7 separate regions of the Mus musculus genome follow, and regions 1, 2, 3, 4, 5 and 7 are each linked to region 6. Evidence: chromatin contacts called from public ChIA-PET, HiChIP or PLAC-seq and promoter capture Hi-C data. All regions are on one chromosome and are shown on one strand. Each heading gives the region's core, a stretch centred on a gene start, on an enhancer-like site or on the middle of the called end of the contact. The rest is flanking DNA. Distances are from core to core; before and after follow the strand shown. Region 1 holds the start of Ktn1 (kinectin 1). Region 2 holds the start of Fbxo34 (F-box protein 34). Region 3 holds the start of Dlgap5 (DLG associated protein 5). Region 4 holds the start of Lgals3 (lectin, galactose binding, soluble 3). Region 5 has its middle 230 kb from the start of Gm34499. Region 6 holds the start of Cnih1 (cornichon family AMPA receptor auxiliary protein 1). Region 7 overlaps Dlgap5 (DLG associated protein 5).

The links. Promoter capture Hi-C pulls out the DNA fragments that hold promoters and counts their contacts. ChIA-PET counts read pairs in DNA pulled down with a chosen protein or histone mark. HiChIP or PLAC-seq counts read pairs in DNA pulled down with a chosen protein or histone mark.
Region 1: a promoter capture Hi-C map of liver shows a contact between it and region 6, with 4 times the contacts expected there. The contact joins the promoter of Ktn1 here to the promoter of Cnih1 in region 6. A contact is called at or near these places in 3 of 39 promoter capture datasets (the C10 cell line, liver and pre-B cells) and 1 of 115 datasets of contacts at active chromatin or transcription factors (bone marrow-derived macrophages).
Region 2: an RNA polymerase II ChIA-PET map of memory CD8 T cells shows a contact between it and region 6, with 10 read pairs. The contact joins the promoter of Fbxo34 here to the promoter of Cnih1 in region 6. A contact is called at or near these places in 3 of 39 promoter capture datasets (the C10 cell line, cranial neural crest and pre-B cells) and 1 of 115 datasets of contacts at active chromatin or transcription factors (memory CD8 T cells).
Region 3: a promoter capture Hi-C map of pre-B cells shows a contact between it and region 6, with 4 times the contacts expected there. The contact joins the promoter of Dlgap5 here to the promoter of Cnih1 in region 6. A contact is called at or near these places in 4 of 39 promoter capture datasets (cranial neural crest, hematopoietic stem and progenitor cells, maxillary cranial neural crest and 1 more) and 2 of 115 datasets of contacts at active chromatin or transcription factors (bone marrow-derived macrophages and pancreatic cancer cells).
Region 4: a FOXA1 HiChIP or PLAC-seq map of pancreatic cancer cells shows a contact between it and region 6. The contact joins the promoter of Lgals3 here to the promoter of Cnih1 in region 6. A contact is called at or near these places in 7 of 39 promoter capture datasets (the C10 cell line, the HPC-7 cell line, cranial neural crest and 4 more) and 1 of 115 datasets of contacts at active chromatin or transcription factors (pancreatic cancer cells).
Region 5: a contact with region 6 is called in a promoter capture Hi-C map of liver, with 4 times the contacts expected there. The contact joins the enhancer-like site here to the promoter of Cnih1 in region 6. A contact is called at or near these places in 10 of 39 promoter capture datasets (the 3T3-L1 cell line, 3T3-L1-derived adipocytes, HPC-7-derived erythroid cells and 5 more), 1 of 115 datasets of contacts at active chromatin or transcription factors (astrocytes) and 1 of 9 other capture datasets (adipose tissue).
Region 7: an RNA polymerase II ChIA-PET map of memory CD8 T cells shows a contact between it and region 6, with 8 read pairs. The contact joins the enhancer-like site here to the promoter of Cnih1 in region 6. A contact is called at or near these places in 2 of 39 promoter capture datasets (the C10 cell line and pre-B cells) and 2 of 115 datasets of contacts at active chromatin or transcription factors (effector CD8 T cells and memory CD8 T cells).

Annotation. Positions count from the first base shown.
Region 1 is chr14:47,647,864-47,650,637 of GRCm38.p6, reverse strand. Ktn1 (kinectin 1) reads right to left here and starts at 1,327. Exons shown (of 39, transcript NM_001347527.1): 1 at 1,199-1,327.
Region 2 is chr14:47,471,278-47,474,174 of GRCm38.p6, reverse strand. It overlaps Fbxo34 (F-box protein 34), which reads right to left and starts at 1,614. Exons shown (of 3, transcript NM_001146086.1): 1 at 1,458-1,614.
Region 3 is chr14:47,416,855-47,419,734 of GRCm38.p6, reverse strand. Dlgap5 (DLG associated protein 5) reads left to right here and starts at 1,328. Exons shown (of 19, transcript NM_144553.2): 1 at 1,328-1,626. It also overlaps the pseudogene Gm8353.
Region 4 is chr14:47,372,541-47,375,240 of GRCm38.p6, reverse strand. It overlaps Lgals3 (lectin, galactose binding, soluble 3), which reads right to left and starts at 1,381. Exons shown (of 6, transcript NM_010705.3): 1 at 1,289-1,381. It also overlaps the pseudogene Gm52166.
Region 5 is chr14:45,988,066-45,990,765 of GRCm38.p6, reverse strand. No RefSeq gene overlaps it. Among named protein-coding and RNA genes, the nearest start is that of Gm34499, 230 kb to the left of the region's middle. Within about 2 kb of position 1,410, at least 7 of the 459 cell types and tissues checked have an H3K27ac peak or open chromatin away from gene starts, as enhancers often do. A contact at or near this core is called in liver, where this site is marked.
Region 6 is chr14:46,786,965-46,789,705 of GRCm38.p6, reverse strand. It overlaps Cnih1 (cornichon family AMPA receptor auxiliary protein 1), which reads left to right and starts at 1,349. Exons shown (of 5, transcript NM_009919.2): 1 at 1,349-1,523. The coding sequence starts at 1,443.
Region 7 is chr14:47,393,910-47,396,847 of GRCm38.p6, reverse strand. It overlaps Dlgap5 (DLG associated protein 5), which reads left to right. Exons shown (of 19, transcript NM_144553.2): 14 at 874-1,093; 15 at 2,531-2,711. Among named protein-coding and RNA genes, the nearest start is that of Lgals3, 22 kb to the right of the region's middle. Within about 2 kb of position 1,642, at least 74 of the 459 cell types and tissues checked have an H3K27ac peak or open chromatin away from gene starts, as enhancers often do. A contact at or near this core is called in effector CD8 T cells and memory CD8 T cells, where this site is marked.

The DNA of each region.
Region 1 (2,774 bases), core at 78-2,577, 860 kb before region 6:
ATTAAGCCTAGCTATTTCGTGTAAGGTCTCTAAAAGAAAGGTGGAATGGGAAAGAGGCTTATTTACCAAGCAACACATCAGATATGAAAGGCTACCGCGGCACATACAGAACACAGGTCAGCCGGAATGCCCCAGGGCAGCATGGACAGATTATCTCAGGTCTCATCACCAAATGCTTTTACCCACACCAGAGCCACTGCTGCCAGTGCTTGCGGGTGAGGGGAGAAAACAAGTGCAACCTAATTCAGGCAAAAAAAAAAAAAAAAAGTTAAATCACCCCTAAGTCACCTGCTACACAACTCAATGTCTAGTTCACCTTTGGGGAGCTCCTCTTTACCTGGGTGTGGAGCTGTCAATTTCTCAGAACACTCCAAAACTTTGAACTATTCTATTCGGCCCGCAGCTTCTGAAGCTATGCTAATCCACATAGCTGCTAAGGAATCCACTTCTAGCAGTGGCCCTGCTGTTAGAATCCGGGTTTCCGCCTCCTCCCAGAAGGACCCGAAGACACTAAACAGCGCACTTTTTGACCTAAACCGAGAGGCAGCCGGACAAAGAAGAGAACGCTGCTTCCCAAGCCCCGGTCTCGGATGGCCGAACTCTGCTCCCTTACGCCAAAAGCGGCCAGATCCGGGACACCCCAAATTCTATTGTTGGACACCAAGGCGGACACACCCCTGGGAGAGAGGGAGAACTTCGCAGGATTTCCCCTAACTCCCAGGACCGGGTGGTGGGAGGGGCGGCGCTCCGGGACAAGCGAGGGGAGAGCCGCTCCAGCATGGCGCACGCGTGGCCCAGCCCGAGCCCAGGGCGCCCGAGGCGAGGCGAGGCGCTCCCTCTGGTCACCCTCATCAGAGCCTTAATCCGCCAGCCCGCCCTGGGGCCTGCGAGCCCAGCTAAAAATAGGCTCCTCGGTCACCCCGCGGCCCTGGCGGATCGACCTCGCCCTCAGAGGAGATGGCCGGGGAGCTCCGGCCACTCGCGGACCTGGGATCGGACCTTGCAGCCACGGGGAGATCGCCGAGCCAGAACCCTGGAGCCCGAACCCGCAGGCGGATCCTCGGAGCGGGCCGGCGGCGGCGCGGCCTGGGCGGACGCTGCACACTGCGACCTCCGTGCGAGGCCTACCCCGCGAGCGCAGCCCCCCGCCCTGCGCCCCGCGCCCGCGCGCCCTGGAGTCCCCGGCCCTGCTCCTCACCCTGCGCAGCCGGGTACCAGGCCGGGACGATGCAGCGGCGCGAGCTCTACCTCCTGGTCAGCGCGCTCCCAGGCCCCGCCGCAGTAGCTCAGGTGCCGTCGCGCCGCCCCGCAGGAAACGGGCGGCTTCGGGGCGGGGCGGCTCCGCACGTCCGGGCGTCGCGGCCAGAGGGGCCCGGAGACCGGCCCCTTAAAGGGACAGGTCCGCGCAGCCGGCGGCCTCCAGATGCCCCGCGCTGGGCTGCAGAGACGTCACCCTCCGCCTGGAAGTCCCTGCGGAATCCCTTCATCCATTCAACCCTACTCTGCCTCCCCCAGTCGGCCTTGGTCTCACGTGACCCTCGCACAAAAGTACCACTTGGCCCCCGACACGGGTTGATTCCTTTTAACCGTACTCCAAGTTGCTAGACATACACACACACACACACACACACACACACACACACACACACACACACACACACACACACGGCTGGGATTTCTCCTCCGAAATCCGCAAAACGAGGAATTTATAGAGCCGACCTAAATAAGTTGTGTGCAAATATTGTAAGGCTGCAATGCTTGCTGGCTGCTGGCCATTCCTTAAGCAAGGTTAAATAACTAGAAACTGCAGCGCTAAGAGGGGTTGACCAGAATCTCTGCGTCTCTCTGCTCTTTGCTGCGAGGATGGAAGCTTTTTCTCCGGTGTTGCTTTTTAGTGTTTTATTATTATTATTATTATTATTATTATTATTATTATTATCTCAGACAACGCCAGTCACTGCCCTGAACATATCTACAACATACTCTAAACTCTCCTCAAAAGTTACCAAATGATTGGCACGCTTCTAGAGTGTGGGGTAGAGAAATAGAATCAGACTCACCATTACCATTACCCAGGAGCAATCCTTAATGATTGGAGCATCAGATAAGTCTCAACATTAACAACAGAGAATGTCCTCATCATAGGCTAGTTACAAGAATGCTGCGCATCTGTCTGCGTTCGAATGATTTCCGCCCAAGCTTTCAGAGCTCTTCAAAGCAGAAATGAAAGCTGAAGCGTTTGTAGCAACAGCCTGATGAGGTATTGAGAATTCCACCAGTGTCCAATCACCACTTCTCAAGGAGCTTGCTCTTTTCCTTTCTCATGAGTATTATTCAGCACTCACCAGCTCCAAGGCCAGCAAAACACTGTTTCTGAGCTGCTGTCTCTTGAACCTGTAAGTGCCAGAAGATTTGGCTTTGTTGGGAAGTGAGGCCATTAGTAGCTTAATACAAAGTGTAACTGTATCATTTCTGTAATGGAATGTAAAGGTTCTTGAATAGCTTACAAACAACTCTGTAATTGCGCCCCCTCCACCCACAAAAAAGTTTCCAGTTAGATTTTTTTTTCTGACATTAGGAAAAGGACACCATCATTTGCATACAAATGATACATAGGTTCCTTCGTAAGTTACATAGTAGCATGGTCTTTAGGGAAGCAATCCTCCAAACGTCTTACTTCTTATAGTCGATACAGAAGTATAAATGCGCCAGCCACTTCTATTCGGATGAACTTTGACTTCTCAAAGGGGAACAGCTGGATGCTTCCTTCCTAT
Region 2 (2,897 bases), core at 365-2,864, 680 kb before region 6:
AAAGCTCTGACGTGCCTTAGGGATTACTGTCCTGATGAACAGCACCTGGTACCACCGACCTACACTAATCTCCTGATCCAAAGTTCACCTGGCTGCTCCCGGCATGCGCTAGCCATCTCTCTTCTCATTGACAGCATGGCCAGCCTACTGTGTTCCACTCTTCCCCTCCATCCCTCTTAGTATGAAGTGTCCTATGTAACTGCTTCTGGGCCCTCGTGTCACTACGGGCAGTCAAGAGATGTGTGCTTGACCGCCAGTGCGCCAGTGCTTCTATGCAGGTCTACTATCTTTTCAAAGCCTGAGAAAAATCAACATTCACAAAATCACCTGCTAAAATTTATCATTTCACATTCGGAAGCACTACTGACAAAATGTAAGTCGCCTGACCCCAAAGGTAGTCCTCAGATGTGTTATATTACGTTACAGCCTAGTCTTGGGGTGGGGGTGGGCTGCAAAGCAGAGGCTTATTGCTGAGCTATAATCACAGAAAAAAACAAATGTCCCTGATAAAACGGGGGAGGGGGGGGCAAGAAACACCAGGATAAATTACATCATCGGGGGATTATTATTTAAGAAAAATGTTGGATTGATTCAAGCTCCCCTTCTTTGCAAGACAAAGTTCATTCAAGATCTGCTTGCCTTGGTCATTCGCTAACAAGCAGATCACTGGCAAAAAAAAAAAAAAAAAAGATAAAGCCAACTAAATTATCAGCCCTCCAGTTGGTTCAGCCCCCGCGCACCCTTTCCCAGCAACTGCTACATCAAACCATCAAACTGAGTTTAGCTTCCTGAAGGCACAGTGAACACCCTAATACCCCTTCCACGCCCAACCCCCAAGATCCCTCATATCTAAACCGAATGTCCTTAAACTGTACTACTACCGATGCTCTCCGAAATGAAGTTTAAGCACCTGACAATTATTACATCCAAACTGTACGAAGCCGAGATCCCAAGATTTTGGTTCAAATCTGCTAGGACCGAACTTCCTTTTTCTCCCCGCGGGTCCTCCCAGCCCTTCCGCGCGCCAAGGTCGCCACTCGGGGCCTGCAGTGACATCACGGTCTGTCTCGGTAGAGCCCTGACATCACCCGCACGCCGAGCCTCGGCACTGTGACCTCACCACCGCAGGCTCGCACGCCAGGGCCCCCCGGGGAGGGTGGAGGAGACGCGCCGCTCACCTGCACGGGGACACCCGGAGCCCCGCGCCCCGCACGCAGCCCACCCGCGGCGGCCTAGCTTGGGTCGCCGGACTCCGGGCCCAGGGAGCAGCCGGGCGCACGACCTCGGGGCCAGGCCGCGAGGACGGCTCTCTGGAGGACGCTGCGGCGGCGGCACCCCGAGCACGGCGAGCCGCGGTCCCCGCCCCCAACGTTCGGCCCTGCCGCGGGGAGCAGCGGGAGCCGCCACGGTGTCCACCTGCCCCGCGCCCCGCAGCCCCGCGCCCTCGCCCGGCCCACCTGTGCTTCTGCCGGGCCAGGGCCTGGCCCGGGGCTGCGGCAGCCCGATGCGGCGGCGGCAGGCCTGACTCGCTCCCCGACACTGAGGCGGACCAGGAGCTCAGCGCTGAGCGGCGGAGCCCAACGCTCGCCCCGAAACCCATTTGTTGGCTAAACCGGCGTGACATCACGCGCCGGCCCAATCGACGGTTGCCCGGGGGCGGGGCCGCAAAGCCTGCGTGCGCCAGCGCCCCCTGCGGGCGGCCGCGAGCGCTGTGGGGAGAGATGGGAGCTGCCAGGACAAGCGCCTACAAGCCTGGTGTGGCGGGAGATTGGGGAGTTTGAGTGTCACTGCACAACAAGGACCCTAACCCTAGAGCACAGTTAGAGTGACAAGTTCATTAACACTCCCAGGTGCTCCAGAAGCCTTAATACGTTTGACCCTGTTAGATATCCAACATGTCTGGGTTCTAATCTTGGTTCTACCACTAGCGTATGGTTCTATTTCAATTTTTATTTTTATTTATTTTATTTTATTTATTTATTTATTTATTTATTTATTTAGGAGACAGAGTTTCTCTGTATAGCCCTGGCTGTCCTGGAACTCACTTTGTAGACCAAGCTGGTCTCGAACTCAGAAATCCGCCTGCCTCTGCCTCCCGAGCGCTGGGATTAAAGGCGTGTGCCACCACACCCGGCTCATCTATTTCAAATTTTTAAAATGAGCTATTTAGCAAGCCCATGGCCCTGGGTTTGATCCTGATGTCCTACACACTGGGCATGTTGCTTCATATCTGTAATCCCAGAGTTTGGGAGGTGATGTCAGGTGCGCCACAGGTTCATGGTCACCCTCAATGGCAAAGCAAATTTGGGATCAGCGGGAGCAGGGCGCGGGTCCTCTCTGTTAAGAACACTGGCTGCTCTTCCAGGGGAATTCAATTCCCAGCACACCACAAGGTGGTTCGAAACTTGTCTGTAACTGCAGCCTCATGGAATCAGACGTCTTTTTCTGGCCTCCACAAACACTGCATGCACGGAGACAAAACACTATACACATAAAAAAAATTTTTACAAAAGAATATATTTTCCATAAAATTATGGCAGAAGTACCTACCAGAAAGTACATAAACTTTAAAGTTAAACTGCTAATCTACAAGAGCCTTGTAAACTTATCAGTGAAAGAAAAAAAAAAAAAAACAACAACAACAAGAAGACTCAGCACTTAAGAGCACTAGCTGCTCTTCTAAAGTACCCAGGTTCAATTCTCAGCACTCTCGTGGTGGCTCACAATTATCTGTTACTTCAGTCCCAGGGGATCCAAGACACACATCTGGTGCACACATGTGCAGGCAAAATAGCTATACACACAAAATTTTTTAAACAGCCTCACATCAGAAAATAAAAAACCTCTTGTGAAACGTGTGTGTGAAGTCTTAAAGAATCAAAATGTAGAAATAGGAC
Region 3 (2,880 bases), core at 79-2,578, 630 kb before region 6:
GTTTTGGGTCCCTGGGTGGTGGTGGTGGGTTAAGATTTATTTTGTTTTCTGCCTATGAGTGTTTTGCCCACAGAGGTCAGAATGTGATGGATCTTTTAGAACTGGAGTTACAGAGAGTTGTGAGCCACCACGTGGGTGCCTGGGTTTTCTGCCAGGGCAAGAAAGTGCTCTCAACTGCCAAGCAACTCTCCAGCCCCCAGTCTCAGCTATTTTAAAACAACAGTGAAACCCAAACAGGAACCACATTGTCACACACTGTTACTACGTCTTAAGGTGTCTTTTAACACCTTACAAGAACAGGTTTGTTTCCTGCAAACCATGTTTTTCAACCTATGCTGAACTTGTGACCCCATGATGTACGCCCACCCCTTTGCCTTGTTAAGTTCCTGAACACCTGTGATGACTCCCCTTCCACATGCTGTGTTCTTGCATTTATCTACCCCATAGGTAGCCTTGAACCCCGAGTGGCTCACTCTCCCGCTGGCCCAGATGCTAAAGGCACTAAGAGTCAGTTATCTCCAACGGCTCTTTTTTTTTTTTTTTTTTTTTTTTTTTTAGCAACCCTGACCCATTCCCATAAAAAGAACCTCAAAAGCCAGTGAGGGGCTGCTCTCTGAAATCTCCACTTTGGGAGACCGCAGCTGGCTGGCCAGTTTGCTTTAATCAGATATAGCTTGCTTTAATCAGCCACTCGCGAAATTGGTGTTTCTTTCCCCCATCAGATCTAACATAACCATGAATATTATGTCAGTTACCTATCTTCATCTTTCTCTTTGTATGTCCCAGAGGTCTCAGTGCTGCTATAGAGCTGCAGGCAGCTGGTCCTCTTTCCCAAGATGTTGGCAGGGAAAAAGCAAAAGCCAAACTTACAAACTCTTTCCTAATTTATCTTCCCGGTGTCTACTGGATACCGATCAGTCTACAAACACATGGTCAGCACAGCTGTCCTGGCCCAGGCGTTTTTGTTTTCTTGATATCTCATGGGATGTGTGCCTTCGTTTATGTGTCTGTTAGAAATCTCAGTTGATTTCTAAGGCAGACGTTAATTTTGCCTTAGAAAAGAAGGAGAAATGGAATAAATGATCTCGTTTAACTTAAAACCTTTGCCTTTTTTTAGCGTGGATGCTCAGCCCGTAATCCCAGCAGCACTCAGTGACAGGCAGGAGCATCTCGGTGAGTTCGAGGCCAGCCTTGTCTACATAGTGAGTTCCCAGACATAGTGAGACCTTGTCTTAAAAACCAAAACAAACAAACAAACAAACAAACACGTTTAAAAGGAAAGAAGAAAACCGGCCTGAAGAGCCAACAAGTGCGGCCCGCCCCACTGAGTTTATAGTGTGTCGCTGCCACGCCTAGCGGGTTTACCGCCTCCCTCCTCCCCCTCGCCCTCCCGCTCCCAACCCTTTGCCTTCCAAACAATTTAAATGTCGCACAGAACCAACCTATCGCAAGCCTCGTTCGAGGGGAAGGGGCGGGAGCTTCCGGAAGTGTTGGCAAAAGTCCCTCCAATCAGCGGCTGGCAGCGGGAAATTTCAGTTCCGTGAAGGGTCGGTCCGGGAGTTCCTTCTGCGGATCGGTGGAGTTTTCTGTGTTGCGACATTGTTGTGGATCCAGAAACTGCTTCAGGTAAGTGGGATCAAGAGTTCAAGGTCCTCCGTGGCTGCATACCAGCTCGAGAATGGCCTGGGACGAGACTGTCCCGAAAAAATTTAAAAATGGCCTAGGTGAGATGGCTCAACAGTTAGGAAGGAGCACTTGTTTGCAGAGTTAGCTTCCCAGCATCCCACGTAGGGCAGGTCACAAACTCCTTGTAGCTCCAGCGTCAAGAGGTCCGACACCCTCTACTGGACACCAGTATGCATCCACCCCAACACAGAAATAGACATACACATAAACAACAAGAAAAAAAACCTTTGGAAAAAATTGGCATGAAAAATGTAGATTATCCTAAAGCATTGACAGCGTATTAGAGATGAGACTCTACCCGACCTGTATGCTAGTAACCTCCCAAAATAGCCCACAAGTGTCAGTGGATTCTGCTTTTCCTGAAGACGCTGTCATTTCTCTCTAACCTGCTGTAAGTATTAGACGGAGAATCTTAAGATGAGTGCACAGGCAGGGGAGCTGACCTGAGAGGTCCACTTGACCATCACCATGACACAAGCCATTAGAGAAGAAGGACCTCAGTTGAGGAAATGACGACATGAGGTCCAGCTGTAAGGCATTTTCTCAGTTAATGATTAATGGGGAAGGGCCCAGCATCTTGTGGGTGGCAGCCATCCCTGGGCTGCAATCCTTGGTTCTGTAAGAAAGTGAAGCAAGCCAGTAAGAAGGGTCACTCTGTGGCCTCAGCACCAGCTCCTGCCTCCAGGTTCCAGCCTTGCTTGAGTTCCAGTCCTGACTTCCTTTGATGATGAATAGCAAAGTGGAAGTGTGAGCTGAATAAGCCCTTTCCTCCCCAACTTGCTTTTAGGTCATGGTGTTTTGTTGCAGCAATTGACACCCTGTCTAAGACAACCGTGTTAACAAGTTTTGCTTAAACTCTTTCTCTAGTAGTTGTGTTTGACACTTTCTCTCTTTTCCTTTTTTTCTTTTGGTGGGGAGAGGATTAAAACAAGGTTTCACATAGCTCCCACCAGCCTCCTTTGGAGCTGAGACCGACTGACCATGAGCAGGCCCTCTTGTTTTGGTTTTCCGACTGTGGTTGCACAGTATTTATCAGGCCAGCTTTAGCCAGGTGTTAAAGTCACAGGAGTGTGTTCATCACAGTAGGGTGATGCTGCGATGAAGGGTCTAGGTGGGTTTCAGACCTTACTTACTTCCTACTCATAACCCCCAAATAGGCCGTGGTATCTCATCTGTGATGACTTTTCTACTTTC
Region 4 (2,700 bases), core at 132-2,631, 590 kb before region 6:
AAGCCAGTCTTCCACTAGCAGCCTTCAGATGAAGATGTAGAACTCTCAGCTCCTCCTGCACCATGCCTGCCTGGACGCTGCTATGCTCTTGCCTTGAGGATTATTGACTGAAGCTCTGAACCTGTGAGCCACCCCCACCACAATTAAATGTTGACCTTTATAAGAGCTGCCTTGGTCATGGTGTCTGTTCACAGCAATAAAACCCTAACTAAGATACTTCCCCTGCCCCCAAAGGTAAATAAATAAAAATACGGAACTATAAACTTGAAGCAAACATCTTGGAATTTCAGAAAGTGATAGTTTTTACACACTGGTTTCTGTTCTTTTCCTCAGAATTAGCCGGGTCACTAAGTCCAAATGTTCTCATTATCCAGAAACCCTACTCCCCGGGGGTCGCTTTATAAATATTCCAATTTCTTCAAATAGGAATCACTTGCTTCCCTGCTAGGGTTAGCCGGAATCCTAAGCCTCAGTCTCAACTCCCCCTCCCCACCCATTCCCGTCCCATCCTCGATTCCCTGCAATAGTGCTTGAGTAACATAATTCAGCATAAATGCAACCTTTGAAAGCCTCTCGCTAAGGGTCTGCACTCTGAGACCAACACGGCCACACCCAAGACTTCCTCCACCCAGATCTAGAGGTTATTGCACAAATAACCACACTGGTCACGAATGAGTCACTTGGCTTACAAAAAAATGTTAGAGGTTACAGTAGTTCTTCATCCCGACACATGCGCACTAGGGCTTGGGCAGCACTGTCCTGTGCGGTCAAGCACGCAGCGGGTGGCTATAGCCCCTACCTCCGCTGAACCTGGTGGAACTCACTGGCACCACACAGCAAGATCTCTAGTGGAAGGCTTCCACGTGCACCAAAGGAGCCTGCTGGAATTCCTCCAGGAGTCAGGAATCCTGGGCGATGTCTTTTGAGTCTCCAAACTCCCACCCCCACCCCCAACGTGCCAGAAGAGGCACCTGATCCCTATGGCCAAGCTAGGGGCCAGCTACAAGGTGGATCTCCGTAGGTTGTGGCTCACTCTAACGCAGGGCTTCGAAGGAGTGCCCAGGGCCCGCTGGCATCCCGCCATCCCAAAGAGACTTAGTATGTAGGTCGTGAATAACTTTCTCCGAGAGTTACCCGCAGGAGAGCCAAGGCGGTAGACCAGCGCCTGGGACCCTGAAGGTCACCTCCGTCCATCTCCCGGGAGCCCAGCCCTTTCTTGGTGCACTGAGCAGCACCGGTCCCCGCGCCCCGCGCCGCTCACCTGGGTAGTGCTCTCTGTGCCGCTCACCTGATTAGTGCTCCACCCGCCGCTCCGCTAGCTGTCAGAGCTGGGCGGTGGCTCGGCCGCTTCTAGTACTCTTTTCCCCGGGCCCGCCCTCCCAGGGCGGGGCAGCATCCCTCGCCCTGCAGGCGCCTGGCTGGACCGCGCCCCACGGACCACGGAGCTTCCCCACAGTGGACTGGGACACGCCCGCCAGCCTGTGCCCCTCACCTGTGCCCCGCAGTGGGCCCTAGCCGACCGCACCCAGACTCTCAGACTCACCCAATTCCCTTGTCTGAAGCTGCCTGTCAGGGTCTCATCCTGCCCCTAATTCCTTCACCTGAAGCCTTCCGCAGAAATGGCAGTGACTTTGAGTGTGAGGGAAGGGAGGAGCAGGTGTCCCTGACAAATCTGAGATGTAAGAGGTGCCCCTGTTTGCATTCACTCCTGCTCTGGATTTTGCTGGGCTGGGTAAACCCAATGTGGTACATAGTAGGTTCTCGGTAGGTATTTGTTGGTTGATTGATTGATGAGTGAATGAATGAATGTGGACGAATGAATTAATGAATGAAGTAGTATGAATGTGTGAATTGATTCCTAGGAAGATGTTTTCTCAAAGATTGGAGGAGAGTTACAGCACGGGCAAGGGGCAGTTAAATCAAGAGGACAGGGTGTAGCTCTGTCTATATGAAAATAGTTACAAGGAACAGCCGCTTTTGCAAGAGGCTGATAACCAGTTTGGAACCATTTATATAGATTAAAAACTTGAGTGATGTGGTTAAGGATATTCAAGATAATTTTTCCCCAGCTTCAGATACATCAGCTAATATCTACCAAACACTTATGCACCCCACTCTATGCCTAGGGCTTTACATACATTTATGGAGTTGGCATTATTTTAATCCTATTAGGTCCAAAGCAGCCCCCCAGAATGCCAGTGCTGGTCCTAAACAGAGGGACTCTGGCTGCACAAACAGAAGCTTATAGGTGGTTTCTGTTGACCAGGGATCTCCCTTAGTCTGCCCCCAATGTCAACTACCTCAGGCAAGGGCACCTGCTTCCCGGTCAATCCCAACAGCCTGTAACAGCTCAAAGCCCCCCATTCTGCTGACTTCTCCCCACACCCGGGGCAGGGGAATGTTTATTGCCTTGGTGGTTTGAGCCCCAATAAACTTATCTTTCTACTCATTCAGTGATGTCGCTGTGCCCTTGCTTACAAATCCCATTTTAGACATGAGAAAATATGGGTATAGAGAGTCAAGCATAATCCCGTAAGGGTGCTTGCTACAAAGCCCGACGCCTAACTTTGATCCCTGTAACTCAAGAGGAAAGAAGAGAACCAACTCTTGAATGTTGTCATTTAAGCCACATACACATGCTCACATGCATATGTGCAAATATAAATGCATTTTAAAATATTAAAACATCGCTTCTCGGCC
Region 5 (2,700 bases), core at 161-2,660, 800 kb after region 6:
TCATCACAGTGGCAGAAAGGAGAGCAAACATAGGAAAGCCAGAACTAGATAAATATAAAACCTAGGACTATGGCCCAAGGCTCAGTAATCAAGATGCATAGAATCGCAGTGTAAGAATTGAAGGTAAAGGTTACTTAACTCTGCCCTCGGGTGGGCAAAACAGAAGTTTAAATGAAGACTAGATGATGAGATGTCAAGTCATCTGAAGCTGGGACTCGGTTGTCAGCTGGGACTAATAGTGCCATGGCTTCATCAAAAGAAATTCGGTTCTGTTTCCGCTAAATGTGTGGCTAGGGTTCTCCATGGGGAAGCCTTTGAGCCTATAAGGCCGTCTCTGAGAGGCCTGCACCTCAAAAAATTGGTCTCTGTCATTGCTATATGTTAGAGATAGATGAGGCTCCCATACCTGGAAGATAATTTGAGAAGAAAACTTTTCACTGTTCTAGGCTATTTTTCAAAGCAACTTTTAAACTCTCAGATTCAGTGGTTTAAAAAGGCGGGGTTGGGGGGGGGGTTGGGCAGGGAGGGAATCACTTATCACAAAGCTCAAGGGTTTCCTTGAACCCAGATCTGGTATTTGCCATGCAATATTTTGATAAATGGGGGTTAAATGGTTCCAAAATACACAGATTACATTTCCTTGAATATACATGGTTCTGGAAAATGAAAGGGAAACGGTGCTCTGAGCAAAATACATTTGGGCTCTGTTGAACCCAAATATTTCAAGAATACTGCAAAGTTTGCCAACACCCCTGGGTGCTCCTGGGCTCATATAGCCTGGCTCTCTGTTTGAGAATTCCTTTCAGCCCTCATTTTCCCCAGGCATCTCTACTCATGACAGGAAGTCTGTAACTCAATTTTCCCTTCTGTAAATAAAAAGCATCTCCATGTTGCACAGGCCTGCCATGCACCCCCAGGAAAGAAGGGAGCACAAACGCAGGTTGCTGGGGTTTGATCGGCCATGCAGGGCAATCAGAGTAAGGTCTTAGATGGTATGATGCCAGGTGGCCGTGGGGGCCTTCCTGATTAAACCGACAACATCAATTCTCAGGGACTCTCGTTCCATTACAAGGCCTCAGGACAATGACAACAGCATTAAACACTGACATAAATATACAGATGAACTAGTGGGCACAGGTCCGGCCAAGTTTAAATATAAGTACATGCTGCTCCTTTGTGTAGGGTGATGCTTTGAATGGGGCATCCAGGCAGATGAATTAAATTAACCAAAAGCCATGTTTGGAGGGGGAAATGGTTCCCGAAGACATAAGTGCCCATATTTTCCTAAACCTCTCAGAGCAGGATTAAAATTTATTGAACAGATAAATATTTTCTCAGTCAGGGAACTCAAAGTGGACAAGATTTGGAAATTCGAAGTTCTCGGGTTGGCAAATAGGTCATCAGGGCAGAGCTGAAACGTCCCCGCCTGCAGGTTTGCTTGGTTCCCTCACTGCTGCCGTGAGAAACTGGGCACGTTCCCTCAGCTTTGGAAGCAATGAAGGAGCCGTATGCACTGGAGTTTGTGAATCAACAGCAAGGAATGGCCTTTAATATTTAAATATGTCTCATGTAGCCATTAAAGACCTTTTACGAGTGTTAAAGCGTTATTAAAGCAAGATGGTCTCTAGGTCAAGGACCTTTGCTGGCACTCCCACTGTGCTAATGAAGTAAGCAATGTCTCCTTACAGTGAATGGCTGCCTCCAGCATTAAACTCAGTGTGTCCCTGTGGTTAAAAATTCCCAAGGGGGAAAAAAAAAAAAGAGTCAACCTGAAAATTATCCTAACCTAGGAACCTTTATTTCCATTGTTTGAACAACAACTCTGTCTGTGATTTACTAATGGGGTGGGAGTTGGAGGACAAGGTGGAAAATATTGACCAATGAAAAGCCAGTGCATTGAAAATAGCCACACACACTAATGTCTAGCACCCAGTAGATCCCTTATATTACGTCCCCGGTAATTATTTACCTGGTTTACAGGTGGAGTTAAGTCCACCCTCATCTAAGTCATCTGCTGTTCCCAAGCAATCAAGGGAGGACCAGAGAAGGGAGGGACAATGCTGTTGAAAGCCTGGCAAGCTAATAAAAGAAGACAAATACACTGCGTAAGAGGGACATGGGAGCAAACCTGGATGCTTTAAATTGTATATAACTAATTGTTTGGAAAGACCTAGTTATGAGAGATAGCCATACCTGCTTTACTACAACCTACTACCAACCATATCCTACAGAGAAGCAACCACACAAAGGGACACTAGAGTATTTATATATGTAAAAACTCTCAAACACCCTTCCTTCCCTTAACTCCAAATAAAATAGACTCCCACACTTATTGGCTATCAGAATGAAACATTTATCACCAAAAGTAATTTGATGACAACCCATACATGAGAATTAAACACAAATATCTGTGGTTTGCACATGATACACTCCATACAAAGCAGTGTGTTTTTATATTGAAGGTAACAACTGACTAGTTCCACAAAGCATTTATTAAGATACAACTCTTAAAAAATTGCATCATTCTGACATCAGACCTCTGAGTTCTGATTCTCTAAGTTCTGCATTTGGTTGTATATGATATTTTTTTTAATGTGCATTGATAACAAAGAATAAATTAGTCCTTGGTGGGTTTTTTCCACTACATTTTAATGTCAAAGCATTTAGATATTAAATGTCTTCCCATTAGCTTATGGAGAT
Region 6 (2,741 bases), core at 100-2,599:
CAGTACAAGGGGTTACTGCGTTCAGTGAACCAGGAGGCAGATTTAATAAATCTTAGTAGGTGCAGTCTCTGCAGGGAGCAGTCTTCAGGCAGTGAATAGGGTGGGGCTATGGTAGAGATGGAAATCCACACAGACTAGAGAAAGGTTTTGCTATTTCCTTGAGCCTGGGGTGTAGTGGCATTTGCCATTTTCCCATGACTCTGAGGATTTAGTGCCCAAGCCAAATAGCACACATTCTCCCAGACCCTCACTGCCTCAGAGTTTCTTCCACTCACCACCAAACAGTGGATGTGTGCTCACACAATGAATGTAACTTTAAAATAAATGTTAATCCACTAGAGTGATGCAGAATTTAAAGTTCAATTCCTTAGCCATCTTAGCCACCTTGTATCCACAAGTAGCCAGTGGCTGTATTCCACAAGAGCAAATGTCTACCAATGCAGAAAGTCTCAGACAGGCTGGACATAGCCCTCTAAAACATTCTATTCCGTTTGCTCCAGTGAGCACATTTCAACACAAATTTATCGTGTCTTTCTTGCTTAAAAGCCTTGAAGAGTTTTTCTTCCATCATCAGCATCTAGTAGATGATGAACTGGTTTCTCAGATTGCAGCCAGCATTAAAAATAAAACTGTTTTGTAGAAATTTTACTTTGTTTTTGATTTTTTTTTTCACCACCACTACCTTTCTAATCTGTGGTCTTTATGTTACAGGGTTACACTGAGAAAAACAAAATCTTTGAAATCTTGTGATAAGCAATAAAGTTTGAAAAGCCGGGGGTCTGGGTGTAAGCCTGAGCTCCTGAACTGAGCGTATTTTGCTACTCTGTGGTTTGAGGTCTTAGACCTCTGTCACCCAAGTTCCACTAACAGATCCATTGCTGGTTGCACCCAAGACACAACGTTTTCCTTTCCTTTTTCCCTTTCCACCTCTGCCCTTTGCTCATTTGAGCCGATTTCCTGTATCGCCAGCACTCCCTTCTCTTTTCCTGCACTTATCATAGAAGCCTCAGATTAGCTTCCAGGAGGGCCGGGTGACCTTTCATAGCATGCACAAGTACCAGTTTACAGCGTTATAACAACATTGTTTAGTCGCTCGTTCCTGGAAGTAGATTAAATCCTTTCAATACAGGCACTTTTAAAATCTACTTTTGCATTTCAAACACAAGACTAGTCTCTGGAACAAGCTAGACATTCATTTAATGGCTATCCAAAGAGTAAACTACAGAATGAAGGACAAAATCAACTGTGCAGACAACAGAAGAGCCACGCAAACTCCGACCATCAGGGGGTGCTCGCGCGGGCGGCCCTCTGCGCAAGCGCGCCGGGAGGAGGCCGCGGCGGCAGTGGAGGCTGAGGCCGGGGGAAGTGAATGGTTTTACCCAGAGGGCCGTGCGCCGCCTTTCTCCGCTGGCCCCGGCGCGCCCGGCAGCTCCTCCCCGGCCATGGCGTTCACTTTCGCGGCCTTCTGCTATATGCTGGCGCTGCTGCTCACCGCCGCGCTCATCTTCTTCGCCATCTGGCACGTGAGTAGCCGGGGCAGGGGGAAAGAGGGCGAGCGACGGCGCAGCCTCTTGCAGCTCCCGGCCCGGGGCTGCGTGGGGCCCCAGCTGCCGGCGCGCGCCAGGACGTGGCCTGGCTGCTAGGGCCGTGGACGCTGCGCGCTCCCGGGCCGGGGTCCGGAGGGCATGGCGTGCGGGGTCCCGGTGTCCACGCCGCCGCGTGCGGGCCCAGGCCGCGCTCCGCTATTCGCGAGCAGGGCTGGGCGGGGCGGGCAGGCGGGCGGCTCCGTGTCTACGCCGGGCCCGCGCGCACGGCTTGTCCGCGTCCCCCGTCTCGATGGATGCCCAGTGCGCACCGAGCGGTGACTCTCGGCGTGAAGTTTTCCTAATTTTTATCCTTGAATTACCGATTTCCTTTTAAGGCTTCCTCGGAGCACGGCCAAAATCGGATATTATAAGTTACTTTAGCTCCATTTCCAACTCTGCTTTGCAGCACTCGATGGGCGATTTTCTAGTAGAACACGGTGGTTGAGAGACGAGTTCCTGGTGAACTTTGAGGCAGCTTGGATTGATTACTTCGTTGGCCACATCTCCGAGTTTTCCCCTGAAGTCATACTTTGGATCGCGAGAGCTTTTTCAGGAGACAGCCTCCCAAGCCACCTCTGTGGTATGGGCTGCATGATTTAGTAGAGGGAGTTTTAATTTGATTTTGAAAATCCTCAGAAACTTTTGGCTCCTCATATGTCCTTGCAGGGTGGACGTGCATTCTTACTGTGCTCTGTCCCTGGTGACAGTTCTATTGAGACAGACTTTTGAGTGTCTCTACCGCTTAGCACCACTGAAAGAGCTCTCTGGGAGATCAGCAATTCTCAAAAGTTGAGCTCATTTGTTTCTATCCTCCCAGTACTTTCTGGAATAATGGCATAATTTGAATGATGGGGCGAGTTCAACCTCGTGTAAATACTAAGTCAGGTTTCATCACCATCCTGTGCGTGATTAAATGGCAGCAGATTAAATGGTTGCAGAAGTCTCCGAAGTAGGTAGATAGATACCAAGGGTCCTTCTTGCTAAGGAGTGTGATTGTATTTAGAGCCTATTTGCCTGTGGATGGGGAATGCTGGGGTCCGGTGTTCACTTTGTCAGAAATAACTGCTACTTCACACAACGCTCATTAGTTTTAACTAAGATTGGAAGAGCATCTTCTGCTCTTTGGAGGAAGAACAGGAAGATGGATAGCTTTCG
Region 7 (2,938 bases), core at 393-2,892, 610 kb before region 6:
TGACTCAAGCCATTTTAAACATAACAGTTGATATTGATCTTTGATTTGATGGGTCCTTTGTGAAGCTTACAGCTGTGGGATCTAAGATTAGCAAGCCTTATAACATTCAGCACCATGACAGGTTCTGTGGGAAGCATGCCCCCCAGTCTGGGTCTGGTATTTTCTGTGTCAATGACTGGCAGGCAACAATATGAAATAGCTGGTGGGCATGGAACAAAATGGCTACAGCTATGCTGGGGGCGCAGGGACAGGCTTAGCAGAATCCTCCTGCCTCAGCTTCCAGGATGCTGGGATTACAGACTTGCTCCTGACATACTGTGGGTATTTCTTAATTGTGTGTTTAGCTCTCAAAGTAATTTATCAGTGTCTCTATCATATAAGAATTGTAATTCTGCCTGTGACCACCAGATGTCTCTCCTTCTACATTGTTTGGTTGTTTGGAGAGAACTTTATGAAACCTCATCCACCAGCCCCCATCCCCACCTCCTCCAACAAGGGCATACCTACTTCAGCAGGGCCACCTCTAATTCTGCCTTAACAGTTCTGACTGGGGACCAGCCATTCCCACGCATGAGCCTATGGGGGTCGTTTTCATCCACACCATCAGACGCCACAAGGTGGTGCTCAGTCGGTGGGATGATGTCCCCTTAATATCAGCTGGTCCTGAGCTGAAACAGGTGTGCATTCAAGCCATGGGGGACAACATAGTGAGACCCTGTCTCAGAATAAAAGTTAAAAGGGCTACGGACTTAACTTCAGTGGAAGAACGATTTCCTGGTATGCACAGGGAGGGCTCTGGGGTCAGTCCTCAGTACCACAGGAACAGGAGAAGGTGGTAATGAACATACCTTTAATTACTATTTCTCCTTGCAGAAAAAAATTGTGCCCGGTAGAACAAGCAAAGCAAAGCAGGATGACGACGGACGAGCGGCAGCTAGGAGTCGCCTTGCAGCCATAAAGAATGCAATGAAAGGCAGGCCACAGCAGGAAGTGCAGGCCCACGCAGCAGCTCCGGAGAACACAAAGGAAGTTGACAAAATAGTGTTTGATGCTGGGTTTTTCAGAATCGAGAGCCCAGTGAAGTCATTCTCAGGTTTGTAGCTTTGCTGAGACTGAAGAGCGGTGTTTGGGCCAACTGGGGGCTGGAGTGAATGGTGGAGAGTGACTTTCCCATGAAAGAGCCCACACGCTGATGGCTAGAAGTGGGTTCTGTGCTGGCAAGCCTGCGTGCACATCAAATATTGAGACGAGTGCGGGCTTGTGCCTGTTCTCCAAGTGATGCCATAGCTGTCTCTGCCATGCAGTGCCAGTCTGTCTGTGAGGTTCCGAGACAAGCTGGGCTAGGGGTACAATGCAGAGGAAGCAGACCTGAGCCATCACACTTCCCTCAGCCATGCCCTTCTGCACGGGGGTTGAGGGAGTCATCTGTGCTGCTGTGTTTGAGATCCTTGGGGGCAAACTCAGCTTGACATATGGTTAGCAAGCACTTGTCCCTCCAGACATAGCCTCCTTTTCTGAAATCCTCTCTTTTTAGACAAGGCTTGGCTAAGTTTCCCAGGCTGTCCTTGGACTCACACAGGCCTGTAGCTTGCTGTCTGAGCCTCTGGAGAGGATGTGGTGTCGGGCTTGTGCCACCAGCCCCCACTGCGCATCCCTGTATTCAACAGTCTCCTGTACGCTACCCACGTGAGGTCATTCTCTTACCTCCTGCTAGGACTGTGGTTCTGGCAGCAGCTGCTCAAGTGCCATGTTGGAGGAAGCCGAGTATCTCAGCAGTTTATCTGTAATGCTTTCTTGTTCCCCTGTTCCCATGACTAGCCTATGTTTCAGCGGTGTTTGGTAACCATCTACAGCAGGATACAGCTGATGTCTCAACTTACCAGGAAAGACTCTCTTTTGACTCGGGGTTTCTCTGTGTGGCCCTTGCTGGTCACTATATAGACCAGGCTGGCGTCAAACTCACAGAGATCTCTTACCTCTTCCTAAGTGCTGAGATAAAGGTGTGCGCCGCCACTCCTCTGAGTCAACGCTCTTGACCCAAGCACTTGTTGCCTGCGTTAGCTAGGGATAGCCCACTTGCTAATTTACATTATACCTTCTAAAACATTCTTCCTGTAGAGGTGCACCTCTTCGTCTTTCTTTCTAAGTTTTAGTTTGATTTTATGTACCTTTACCTACACTTTGTCCACACCACGTGTGTGCCTGATGCCTGTGGAAGTCAGAGGAGAATATCAGATCCCCGGGACCTGGAGTTAGAGCTGTCGTGAAATATCACTAGGTGCTGGGAACCAAACCTGGCTCCTCCGGGAGAACAGCCAGTGTCCTTAACAACTGAGCCTCTCGGCAGCCTTTTGCATCATAGGCATGGCATATGAAAGCTAAGCACGGGCTAACGTGACGATCCTCTTGTCCCACAAAGCCCCTGGTACTGGACAGTAACAGATGTTGACAAGAGCAGGCTCTGTGCCTCCTCTCTGAACAGAGACTGGCCGGAAAGACTTGCTATGGGGCTTGTTCTTCTTATTTCCAGTCCTGTCTTCTGAACGTCGTTCTCAAAGATTTGGAACACCTCTGTCTGCCAGCAAAGTTGTGCCTGAGGGCAGGGCTGCAGGGGACCTTCTGAGACAGAAGATGCCACTGAAGAAGCCGGACCCTCAGAGCAGCAAGAGCGAGCATGTTGATCGGACGTTTTCAGATGGTCTTGAAAGCAGGTATCTCTTTCATGTGTACTGTGAGTTTAGTGGTATTGACGTGAGCTATCGTTCCATATGGTTAAGCTGGTAAAGTATATATATCAGCCGTATGTTTCTAATTAAACTTCACATGTAACCCTGTAACATGTGGGCAAGGCTTCCTCTTTTCTAAGGAAACAGACTTCAGATTTCAGGTTGGAACCAACTCTAGTGTTGGTAATCATAGCCACTCAGGGGCTGAGGTG